2 separate regions of the Gasterosteus aculeatus genome follow, and region 1 is linked to region 2. A link is a contact called in public Hi-C data. All regions are on one chromosome and are shown on one strand. Each heading gives the region's core, a stretch centred on a gene start, on an enhancer-like site or on the middle of the called end of the contact. The rest is flanking DNA. Distances are from core to core; before and after follow the strand shown.

The links. Hi-C and Micro-C count contacts between places; a contact is called where the count stands out from the background.
Region 1: a contact with region 2 is called in a Hi-C map of skeletal muscle, with 5 times the contacts expected there. The contact joins two enhancer-like sites. A contact is called at or near these places in 3 of 6 Hi-C or Micro-C datasets (skeletal muscle, tail fin and whole body).

The regions. Positions count from the first base shown.
Region 1 is chr5:9,118,496-9,124,510 of fGasAcu3.hap1.1, reverse strand. tanc2b (tetratricopeptide repeat, ankyrin repeat and coiled-coil containing 2b) reads right to left here. Exons shown (of 28, transcript XM_078103172.1): 9 at 4,757-5,038; 10 at 4,455-4,579; 11 at 2,545-2,776; 12 at 1,771-1,940; 13 at 1,369-1,647; 14 at 521-688; 15 at 1-141. Among protein-coding and RNA genes, the nearest start is that of lsm12b, 20 kb to the left of the region's middle. Within about 2 kb of position 2,875, at least 1 of the 9 cell types and tissues checked has open chromatin away from gene starts, as enhancers often do.
Region 2 is chr5:9,082,728-9,088,063 of fGasAcu3.hap1.1, reverse strand. tanc2b (tetratricopeptide repeat, ankyrin repeat and coiled-coil containing 2b) reads right to left here. Exons shown (of 28, transcript XM_078103172.1): 4 at 3,499-3,678. Among protein-coding and RNA genes, the nearest start is that of tanc2b, 53 kb to the right of the region's middle. Within about 2 kb of position 3,498, at least 1 of the 9 cell types and tissues checked has open chromatin away from gene starts, as enhancers often do.

The DNA.
Region 1 (6,015 bases), core at 1,626-4,125, 37 kb before region 2:
TGTCTTCTCTCCTTCTTCTCTCCAGATCAGCCACTCCCTGAAGGAGGGATGGACAAACATCCTGGTGCCGTCCCTCCTCTTCACCAGGAAGACGGACAGGTTGTCCATGCGCTGTTGGAAGTCCTCCCAGTCCAGAGTGCCCTGTCAACGTTATTTATTGCTCAGGTCAAGCTGATATCATTTATAAGACGGGAACAAATTAGTTATGGATGGATTTATTTGATCTTGTACTCGTCCTAAACATTGTGCACATTAACCTTGTTACTTATCTAATCATAATTATGTCAATCCTGTTCATTTATTTGATCCACAGGACAGAGAATAACAATAATAATAATAACCAAATATTAGAGATGACTTTGCAAGGTAACTAAAGTCTTCTCATTCAAAAGTGAGCTGAGGCGTTGACCGCCACCACGGATCAGAGCGGCCCATTTTCCAACACGTCGTTTGACTTGGAAGCCTCGAGGTATTCAACGGTCTCAAGCTGGGAGGTCCAGTAACATTTCGGCATCATTACCTGCAGCGATCCGGAGTTGATGGCCTGATAAATCTGCTCATCGTTCAGCGGGTGAAGCGAGGCCACGGCCACGTTGAGCAGAGGAAGCGCCCGCTCGAACGAGGACTGCGTGGGGAAGCGCATGTTGCACTGCAGCAGGTACACCTCTGCCAGGTTCACCGGAACCACCTGAGAAGAAAGAATCGGATCGCTGATTTGGGGCGGGGGGGGGGGGGGGGGGGCATGCGGCACTCTACAGAAAATGAATAATGCACGGTGTTTGTTCAGCGCGCGTCCGACCCGTCAACGCGGTCGGGGAGAATGTGGATTTACTGTTTTCATTTTTTATGAAGTCGGGACGCACTTCTGAATACATGAAATTAAAATAAACCCGGGAGGTGTGAAATAACATATTTCACTATGAAATGCACACTTAAACAATTCAGCTGCATTAGTCATGGAAAGGGGTTTGGTTCCAACCGTCACGAATATTTTATGAAACTATTTTTACGCAAAGCACGTCAGAGAGCAGGTCAATAAAAAAAAACAATCCCATTGTTGCCTTGGCAAACCATAAATACCAGGATATTTGGTTTAGAAACCTGTCTTGTCTTCTCTGTTGCTATGGAGGCCGTGAGTAACGCTGTGGGCTACAACTTGAGTCATGCTTTTTTTGTTGGCAAATCGGTTAAAAGTACTCTTATTTATCCATCAGAGGTTCCTGTTTGCAGTGTTTAAGCTACTATTGATACAAAAAAATAAGACTATAAGGAGCACGTTTGTTTCCAGGATTTCTATTCTCAAATTTCTGTCTCATCATATCTGTGCGCTCAAATTTCACTGTTCAATCAATCTGCAAAAAAACACACCTTGTAGCTGGAGCTTTTGAGGACAAGGTAGCCCTTCTCGATGAGGTCAAAGGTGAGCTTGAGGTACAGGTAGGAGCCCTGGCTCAGGGCCTTGAGGTGGGCGCTGAGCTTGCCGAAGGTGGTGTTGTCCATCTTGCCGTTGAGCGAGATGTTGTTCTGGATCTCGGGGCTGCTGTGGATGCGGTGCAGGATGTAGCCCTGCAGGTCCTGGTCTATGGCGTCGTTCTCCTCCAGGCCGTCCAGGAAGATGCGGTGGAAGGGCAGCGAGTTGGTGATCTCCTAAACAGTGACAGTGACATGGCAGAGAAATGGCCGTGAACATAAACGTAGACATACAGTACTTGCTGATATATGGTAAAAATAATCATTTTAAAAAAGGTCAGAAATAAATAAATAAAGGACCTGCAACGTGGTTCTGACCGTCACCACCAGTTTGAGCCAAGGAGGGAACTTGTTGATGGTTTTAGTGAGGAAGGACACGATGGTGTCTCCGTAGTCCGGCTTGTGGAACTCTGCCTCGTTCAAGCCGTCTATGAGGATGATGAGGTCCTCCTCAGAGTTGATCTTCCTCTCTGAAACAGAACAAGAATGTTGACAAAAATACAGAAATACTATTTTTTGGGGAAATTCATTCAACTTGGAAACAACAGACTGATAAGACATGAATAAAATATATTTGATTGCAGAACTATAAACCACATTTAATGGCCTTCCTCCTCAGACGACGAAGATTCATTTAGACTTTGAGGGTAAGCCACCAAGTGAAATTTCATTACAGATTTTTGTTTGTTTTTCATTTAAAATGAAAGTTTGGAACAATCTAAATTAAGCTTTGTTTGGATTAATAAATAGGGAGCTTTATGATCTTGACAAGGCATCTGTTATTATGCACAAAAGGACTCGAGTCGAACAATAAACTGAACGTGGCAAATTGAGTGCTGAGGCCAAACAAGTTACAAATTGGCAAAAGCACGGTGATGATTCTTAAACTAAAATGATTTCTACATACTTCAACTAAAGAGCAGAGCTACAAACTGCTGTGTTTGATTCACCCTCATGAGTTCAATTAAAATACAAAATTCACTTTACACAGACGACTTGCATGAGAATAAACAAATACACCGTTCCCGTGAAACCGCTGTCAAGTGCGACCAATTTGTTTCGCGAGTGCTTCACCTCTGTAAAGTGCGTCCAGGGGCTCCAGCACGCCCCTCCTGAAGGAGGCCAGGGGGTCCTGGACGCAGGAGCGCAGGCTCAGGGTGCTCTGGAGGTGCGGCTCCTTCAGCAGCTGCTCCCTGTAGGCGACGAGGTGCGGCGAGCGGCACAGCAGGGCCGCCACGTTGTGCACGAACTCCGGCACCAAGCAGGTGTAGGCGTTGTCGGCCTGGCAGTAGTGGTACGCCACCACCTGGGGGCGACAAAGAGCGGAGAGAAGGACGCAGCCCGGGTCAACCCTCAAGGAAACCCCAAAAGACGCACCCTTCCGGTGCACACCTGGCGATCCCGACATTGACCACGGTCTGGGCTCGCGGGAGTCACATGACCCCACTTTTTGAAATAACATTTCACATGCACTGCCTCCGACTTCATTGCAGTATAATGAAACGTCGCTTTAGCTATTCAGAACTTATCGCTTCAGGCTGCCAGGTGAGGCCGCTTCCGGAAGGGGGGGGCACGTGCGAGCTCATGTGCCGGGATGACTGTGGCACGACAGAGTCGAGCCGTTTGCGCGATGTTCTCCAAACGTGGCCATGGTTACATGATCCGATGTGTCTGTGTTCGTCACGAGAGGGGGCGGTCGAGGGGGCGAGTTTGCCGGGGAGGTCAGTCGACTGAGCGAACGGACGCAGGTGTGACTAAAGCGCTCCTGGCGACAGAGATCACAAAGAGTTTGAAATGTTTCAGAGGCTGCCGACGGCGATCAGAAGGCAGTATCGAAATGAAACGAAATGCAAATTTTTTTGGTCACAGCGGGATAAAGGTCTTTAAAACAAAAGGGGAGTGAGCGCCATCATCTATGCACGGAGTTAACACGATCTAATGGCTTGGCAGGGAAATGGCTTTCTACAGGTATAAATATTTCATAAGGCTCCCTGGCAAAGTTGTTTTTTCTCTTTTAAACACATCTGCATAATGCATCAAGCTGGGGCCGGGGACGCAGATGGCTGAGCTGCATGGGGGGGGGGGTGGAGGGGGGCCGACGTGAGACAGAAGACAGGAAGAAGAGCCGGAAAGAGAGCCGGGTTCACACACACTGTTAAAGCGAGCTAAACTCTCCGGTTATAGTGTTTTGAAAGTCAACATTTAACACAAAAAAGAGCATAAAAATGGAGTCCCAGCTTATCTGCTGCTTATTTGAAGTCTATCACCTCGGGGAGCAAAAGTCGCTGTGTCCATGCGCGCACTTTGGAGAAATATATGATATATTTCGCTGAATATTCTGCCACCTCCGCTGTCCCTAATTGAAAAACTAAGACATTAAATGATGATCTTTACCGAAGGACAGAGGCCTGGAAACGTCATGCTTAACAACAAACACGAGAAAATGTATTATTACGACACGTCGGCAATGTTTTCCCTTAACGATCATGCATGCAGTTCCACCCTTTGATAAATAGGACAGGAAGAACTGACAACACTCGAATGCAAATTAGACTCCTTACATAGCATTTGGCAATTCTAACATGTATATTTTTACATTTCACACAGCTGTGAAAGAAAAAAAGGAAATGGAGGAGTGGGAGGAAATATTCCTAAGTGGCTCAGGCTGGTGCACTTATCTTCTTCTTCGTAATACGCAACCATCAATTGAAAGCTAGAAATGGCACATTGTAAACACGCTCGCAGTACCACTCAAAAGTTTGGATACATTTTCTCAATCAATTCAATAAGAAAGCGTGTCCACACCTTTGACTGGTGCTGTATATATCCGCAGCAGATAAATAGATCATTTTCATTTGTAAAAAAAGCAAATGGGAGGAAAAGCAGTAAAAAAAAAGAAGGAAAAAGATCATATCTGCGTGTCTTAATACTTGGAGACGCAGACCGTCTCCGGTGTATTTGTCTGTCACGTGTGTATCCGGTACCTGAGACGCCAGCCTCCTCATGGACTCTTCCTGACGTCGCCTCATCTCGGGGGTCCCGGGACAGCTGCCTCCTCCCAGGGTGCCGTGCGTGGGCTGGGGCTGAGTGAGAGGGAGACCCTCTCCATCTGGACACAAGACACACACGCGTGAGACACTCGCGCCGGCTTTCTGTTCTAAATTTAAGGTTTCTAACATTTCTAAAATACCAAAATTCAACAATGGAGTTCAGAAAAGAATCCTCATCAGTTTAGCATCTTCACCCGGTGCACGAATGCACTACTCGTACGGAGACGTGAGCCTACGTTTGGGCGACGCCTGGGGGCTGTCGGAGGCGATCTGCCTCATGCGGGTGCCGTGGCAGCTGAGCGCCACCAGGCGAGAGACGATGGCGGTCTTGCCGAAGCCGATGTTGCCCAACACCGCCACGCCGCGGTTGGTGCTGGCGTTGGGGCTGTTGAGGTGGGCATCGATCTCCTGGAAGAGCCACTCGCGGCCCGTGAAGACCGAGTCCATGGTGATGCTGGGCACCTCGAACAGCAGGGGTTTGAGGGCGATGTCTTGAGGCCGATAGGGTGCAAAACGCACTGGCGGGTCAAGGAGAAGAGAGGATTTAGAGGTCAAAGGCACATTCATGTTCCTTCACGAGCATTTTCAGGAATCAGGAACATTTATTGTTAAAGTATGTTAGATATATCAAAGGAATTTGACATGCTAGTTAGCGCATAACAGATTTTGAGATGTCTGCATATCTGTCCTGTTTGCATCTGAGGACTGATATGGAGCGAGTTACTGCGTGTACATTAACATGATAGTAATACTTGGATATAATTTTGAATAACATAAATACCTATGCAGAAAAAAAGCGTGTAATAGTAGTAGGTAGTTCTCACATGTATTATATATAAAATAAAATATTCTATTGCTGTCTATTGATAAACAAAATAGGAGTGGATGTGGATTTCAGGGTTACAAATATTGTGTTCTATTTTTTTTAATGAAATACAGTAACACAAAATGAATCAAGTAAGTGGAAAGTGAAACTTCTGAAATTAAAACTATACTGATTGCTCAATGATTGCTATGTGAGGGAATTATTGCTTTGGGCACTTTAACAAGCAAGGACTGTTGATTTCACTCACTAAGGCGTGAATTCAACAGTCGTTTGAGGGGCACATTAAACTCATGGCCTCCAGAGGTTGTGCATCTTCTCAGCCCAACATATGGACCATTAATGACTAATGAGGCCAAAATTAATCTGGTACGAACAGATGTGCGATGAATTCAGTATAAAGTTCCGTCTGCTCCTTCCATCTTTTAAAGTAAAAAAAAAAAAAAAAGAGTGAAAACTGCTCTCTACGATGTGGCGTGTTGTTTCTTTAAGTGGTACATCAGCCTATGCTGATTAATCCTGGTTGAGAATGTGCGTTGAGTGTGAATAACTCAAATGCTTTAATCCAAATGAGCGTGCTCTGTGAAACGTGGCAGTAACGTCCCTTAATGTTGAGGACGGAACGTTCCGCCCGGTGCAACAAATGAAAATGAAAGTAACTTACGTGACTGC
Region 2 (5,336 bases), core at 2,249-4,748:
AATGAGCTGTAAAAGCTGACTAAGCAGGTCTGCACACAGAGACTTGTTAATTCTGCATTTTCATACACACGTCATACGTCCATTTAGATGTTAATTCACTCCAGCGCAGTAAAAATCATTCACATGCCGCTCAACCACTACTGTAGGAGAGACAATAGATTTCAGATATACTTATCATACTTTATTACATACTGTGATAAGTGCAGCAAGAGTGGGAGAAAAAAAAATAGCTGGTACAATTAAATCAAGCAGATTCTCTGGGTTTTAAGGCCAAATGCAATTTACCACCTTCATGCGGCAGTCCATGGGGAGTGAATAATCGTATTGATTGCCGCCATTAATTAGCGGAAAGCGGCGTAACCTGTGGAAAGATGTTGAAATAATACCGTTTAAATGTTTCAGAGTGGAGCGGGGCCCGATCAATCTTCTGGGCCGAGGTCTCTGACGAGCCCGACGCTTGAGTGAGGTGTTTATTAAAGAACAAAGGAGCAATCAGTGATCATCATCGTGGTCTTATAAACTGCTGACTAAATATAGAGAATGTAAACACGCCACATGGGTTATTGGAAAAATGCACCACGATGTCGGATTTCTGAAACACTGGTGAGAATAAATGTTTTCATGCCGCGCACAGCAGGGGAACATTGTTATATCAGGAAACATCTTCCAGTTCCACTGAAAATTTGTTATTATGTAAAATCTCTTCTCCAAAGTAGTACATTATTATAATCCGATTACATGATTTGTTTGAAGAATCTTAATTTGGAAAGTAACTATACCTCTGACATGAACACCGCTTACATCTGTGAGATGTAGTGGAGGAGAAAGAGAAAGCAGCATGAAATACCTCGAGGATATTTTATGCTGGTCATAGGTCATTTATTTTGTTGGGTATCTTGGGTGATTTTTAAATAATTTGAATTAGAACAAAATGTATTGTTACGACCTGAGTGTCATCTATAAACTACCACACTGTATTCTTTAATAACAAAGTGTATCTTTTAACTGTATAGTATCTTTACTCATATCAAGACATATCAAGTGTTCTCAGACAGTATATTTTTATCCAACCAGCGGTCGGTATCACTTGGTTAAACTACACACTTCGGCGTGCGGCGGCTGCCTTCCTCGCCCGCCGGTTTTACACGTTGACCCCTCGAGAGTCTTCATGCAGGCGGAGGGGATTCAATCAGAAAGCAATGGCTCTCTAAAAAGGTCAGAGCTTTCATGGAGTTTCCATTCCGTCAGATAACCAAAGCCCTCGCCAACACCACCGCTCGGCCACAGGAGGGCCAAAGAGGGGCTGCTGGGTGGTGGAGGCCACTGGCGGGGGGTGATGGGAGGGGGAAGTGGATCAAAGAGCTGCAGGCTTTGGACCCGCCGCTGTTTGCTCTCTTTTGTGCTCAACTATCTGCCACGTCTGTCTCTCCCACCTCTGGCACGGAAGAGGGTTCTGCCCTCTGACGTAAGCGCACAAGCTCCCTCGCACACACACAGTCCTGTCAGGCTGCGCAAGAGGTGGCGCTGAGTTGAATTAATTAAAGGGTGAGAAAGCCAGGGTGGTTGGGACCCAGTTCCACTTGAGAGGAAACACGTCTTTCAGGACTTTCATGCAAGTTGTGAAAAGACTTGTGAAGAACGACATTTTTCGCTTTTTGTGATGGACAAATTTCAGTCCCGAGAGGCCACAATCACAGAAACACTGAGTTCTTCCTATAGAGCTGTGGGTTCACCCAGAAACCTTTGCTCATTATAAACCCATTTTTATAAGAAAAGGGTTCTCTGAGGATGATTTGTAACACAAACCGTTTATGAAACCATGCATGTGTAACAGGGTTCTCTGTAGTGTACCCTAGTTGGGTTAGATATGAAACCATGCATGTATAACAGGGTTCTCTGTAGTGTACCCTAGTTGGTTGGATATGAAACCATGGATGTATAACAGGGTTCTCTGTAGTGTACCCTAGTTGGTTGGATATGAAACCATGGATGTATAACAGGGTTCTCTGTAGTGTACCCTAGTTGGTTGGATATGAAACCATGGATGTATAACAGGGTTCTCTGTAGTGTACCCTAGTTGGGTTAGATATGAAACCATGCATGTATAACAGGGTTCTCTGTAGTGTACCCTAGTTGGGTTAGATATGAAACCATGCATGTATAACAGGGTTCTCTGTAGTGTACCCTAGTTGGTTGGATATGAAACCATGGATGTATAACAGGGTTCTCTGTAGTGTACCCTAGTTGGGTTGGATATGAAACCATGGATGTATAACAGGGTTCTCTGTAGTGTACCCTAGTTGGGTTGGATATGAAACCATGGAGAACATGGAGTATAACTGAAGATGGGAAAGAAAGAGGGCAAATTACGCAATAGTAAAATAATCAGCTGAGACACACAAGATATTTAAAAAAAAGATGGACTATCCCGATTTTCAAAAATGAACACATCAAAGCGGCCTTCACAGCCAGCAGCTCTCACACAAGTAACACGCACACATATATTCATGTAGATATTTATATGTAGATATATATATATATATATATATATATATGTAGATATTTATGTAGATATGTAGATATTTATACTCATTTACACGCTGACATTGTAAAAAAGAAATCACTTTGATCCACGCAGATGAAAGTGTTCACATTAAATCAGACTGCAATGCCAAGTTAAAGAAAAAAACAGACCGAGCAAACGTGTCTCCTCAGTGAGCAGAGAGAAAGAACGCGATAAGATGGACTTGATGCTCCTCCAAAGAGCATCCCCTACATTTTACCCAGGTAGAAGAGAAAGACGATTAGTCAGTGTTTCCTCTTTAAAACCCCCACTCTTGAGATGACCTGGGAGAGAGCATAAATCATTCTGTGTGATGTAAAAAAAAAAGAACCCCCCTCCACCCCCACAGCGCCTCCCTGCATTCAGAGAAGGTTAATGATCTAAAGTAGCTGAGAGGCTAGTGCGCCCTAGTGGTGTCTCCTGAAATCAAGTCCTTCACTCCCACTCTCCCTCCTTGTGGGCGCCGCGCTGATATTGGGTGAAAGCTGCAATGCCAATATTTCATTTTCTCATTTTGAAAAACCAGCGCGGCGGCGAGCCTCGGACGTCCGCGCCTCCCCTTGTGCCAGAACGCAAAAACCCCCTCATCTTCTATACTAAACGCAGAGGGAACAGGACACAGACTCATAACGCAGTTAATGGGTGGAGACGGAAGGGGGGGAGCAGGAGATCTCCTCCGCATTCCCTGGGACGCCGAGGGCCCGTCACGACTTTGCAATTCCCATATTTCCATATTTTTGTAATGGCCAGAGTTTTGACGAAGGCCCGGGGGACGGGGGGGGGGGGGGGGGGGTTGTTACCATTGACGACCATCAGTCTGCTTTGATGTCTGTGGGATTCTCTGCGTGCCACGGCGAAGGGTCTAAGGAAGGCTGATTTAGCACTACTAGTCTATGGGGGGAAGGAGGGGCCTCTGTGTCGGCAGGCGGGTTTACCTGTGAGCTTCTTCACGGGCTGCAGCCTGACACTGATGGTCTGGTGTGTGAGCAGCGGGGAGGAGGGCAGCGAGCGCGACACGCCCTCCATGATGCGAATGTGCTGCATGCCCTCGGTCATGGAGAGCGCGGGCACGGCGTAGTCTCCTTCAAAGGCACAGTCGCTGTCTATGCTGCCGCCTGCAGGGTGGGAGGAGGGGAAGAAAGACACGGGATGAGATGCTTTTCTTTGCTTTCAACTGAATCTAATGAGCTGCTAACAGATAGGCTTATAATAACCTGTGGAGCCTGTTGCTGCAAAGAATGCAAGGAGATGATGTATAATGTCGGCGATGTAATAGTTCTTATATAATATTCTAAGTCTGTGAATTAGGGAGTGGACATCCTTTCAGCCTCATATGAATGACATTCACCTGAATGTAATGACAAAGGTACTTAAATAAAGGAATAAAAAAATAAAACAATATATAAGGACTCAAAAGTCCTCTGGCACATTCTTGACGATACATTTTTTGGTAATAATGGTTCTTTCCATTATTAAGTGCCTTGCTGAAGATATCTCAAAACAGATATATAGAATGCTGAGACACTTTCCATTTCCTAAGGCTGTGTTTGTATTTCCTAGTTTTACAGTTGGAGAGTTTGAGAGAGACTAAAGGTAAATATAATATATATATATATATATATATATATATATATATATATATATATATATATATTATATTTAATATAAATAGGCATAATTGAATGTGCAAATCAGCCACTTTCAGCCACAGTCTTATCGCTTATTTCATTTTGTAGAAATATCAAGTCAATCAAGTCTTCGTATCACTCCATTAAACCGATAATACTGCTAACATTCATGAAATAACCAGCACACACAATAATAAATGAACAAACAAACCCTCTTTAAAAACCATCAGAATATAAATGGTAATGAAACTGGAAGGTTTGGTAAATGTAAGTGCATTAGAGATTCCTGGCTGTTGCAAAATAGCCCCAAAAAAGTGCATGAAAAAAATGTTTTTGCCTGTAGTGTCTCGCCTTTCATTTACAATATATTCAACAGAGAAAGGCAGCACATGTTCAGATGACGCTGAGCTGAAGCAATTGACAAACAACTTATCGATCATCAAAACTAATACAATTTTCCCTCCGTCAGCTGATCAATTTAGCACAAGAGGTGCTGTTGTGGATGAAATTGGATTCTACCGCCGTTCCTATTGGTCCACCTCCTGTCAAAAGTGCACGACAGACACGTGCGAGCACTCTGTCGGGATCACAGCGCCCGTATCGAGTGCGACGAGATTGGCTTGACCCAGAAGGGAGCACAGCCCCCGAAGGCAGCACGAGGCGTTTACACTTTAATAAACTGCAGCCCGCCTGACCTCCGATAGCCCCAAAGTAACACAACGGCCCACAATGTGAATATGATTAGGACTGTACGTGTCTCGACAAAGCTAAAAAAAAAAACGAGCACAGTTGTGATCGTGACGGAGCGTTTTACTTACAAAAAAAAAAAAAGAAGAAATAGCTCTCTAGACTCCCCAGAGCACAAAACCCAGTCGGCTGTAAACACAACATCCATTTTGTGATTCCGCTCTGGCTCGCGTCCCTGCAGACAGAGCCGCGGAAAACCAACCGGTCAAGCGGCAGCAACCAGCGTGAAACACGAGGCCGTTATCAGACACTAATCCGCCGCAGAGGAACCCTGTGTGACGGTTGGGACGGGGGGGGGTCACCGCGGTTGTTGCAATGCAGATATAGTTTAGAAATAAGAAATAAACACACACGTCTCTCTCCAGAAGTGCAGGAGTCCGTCCACCCATCCAGTGGGG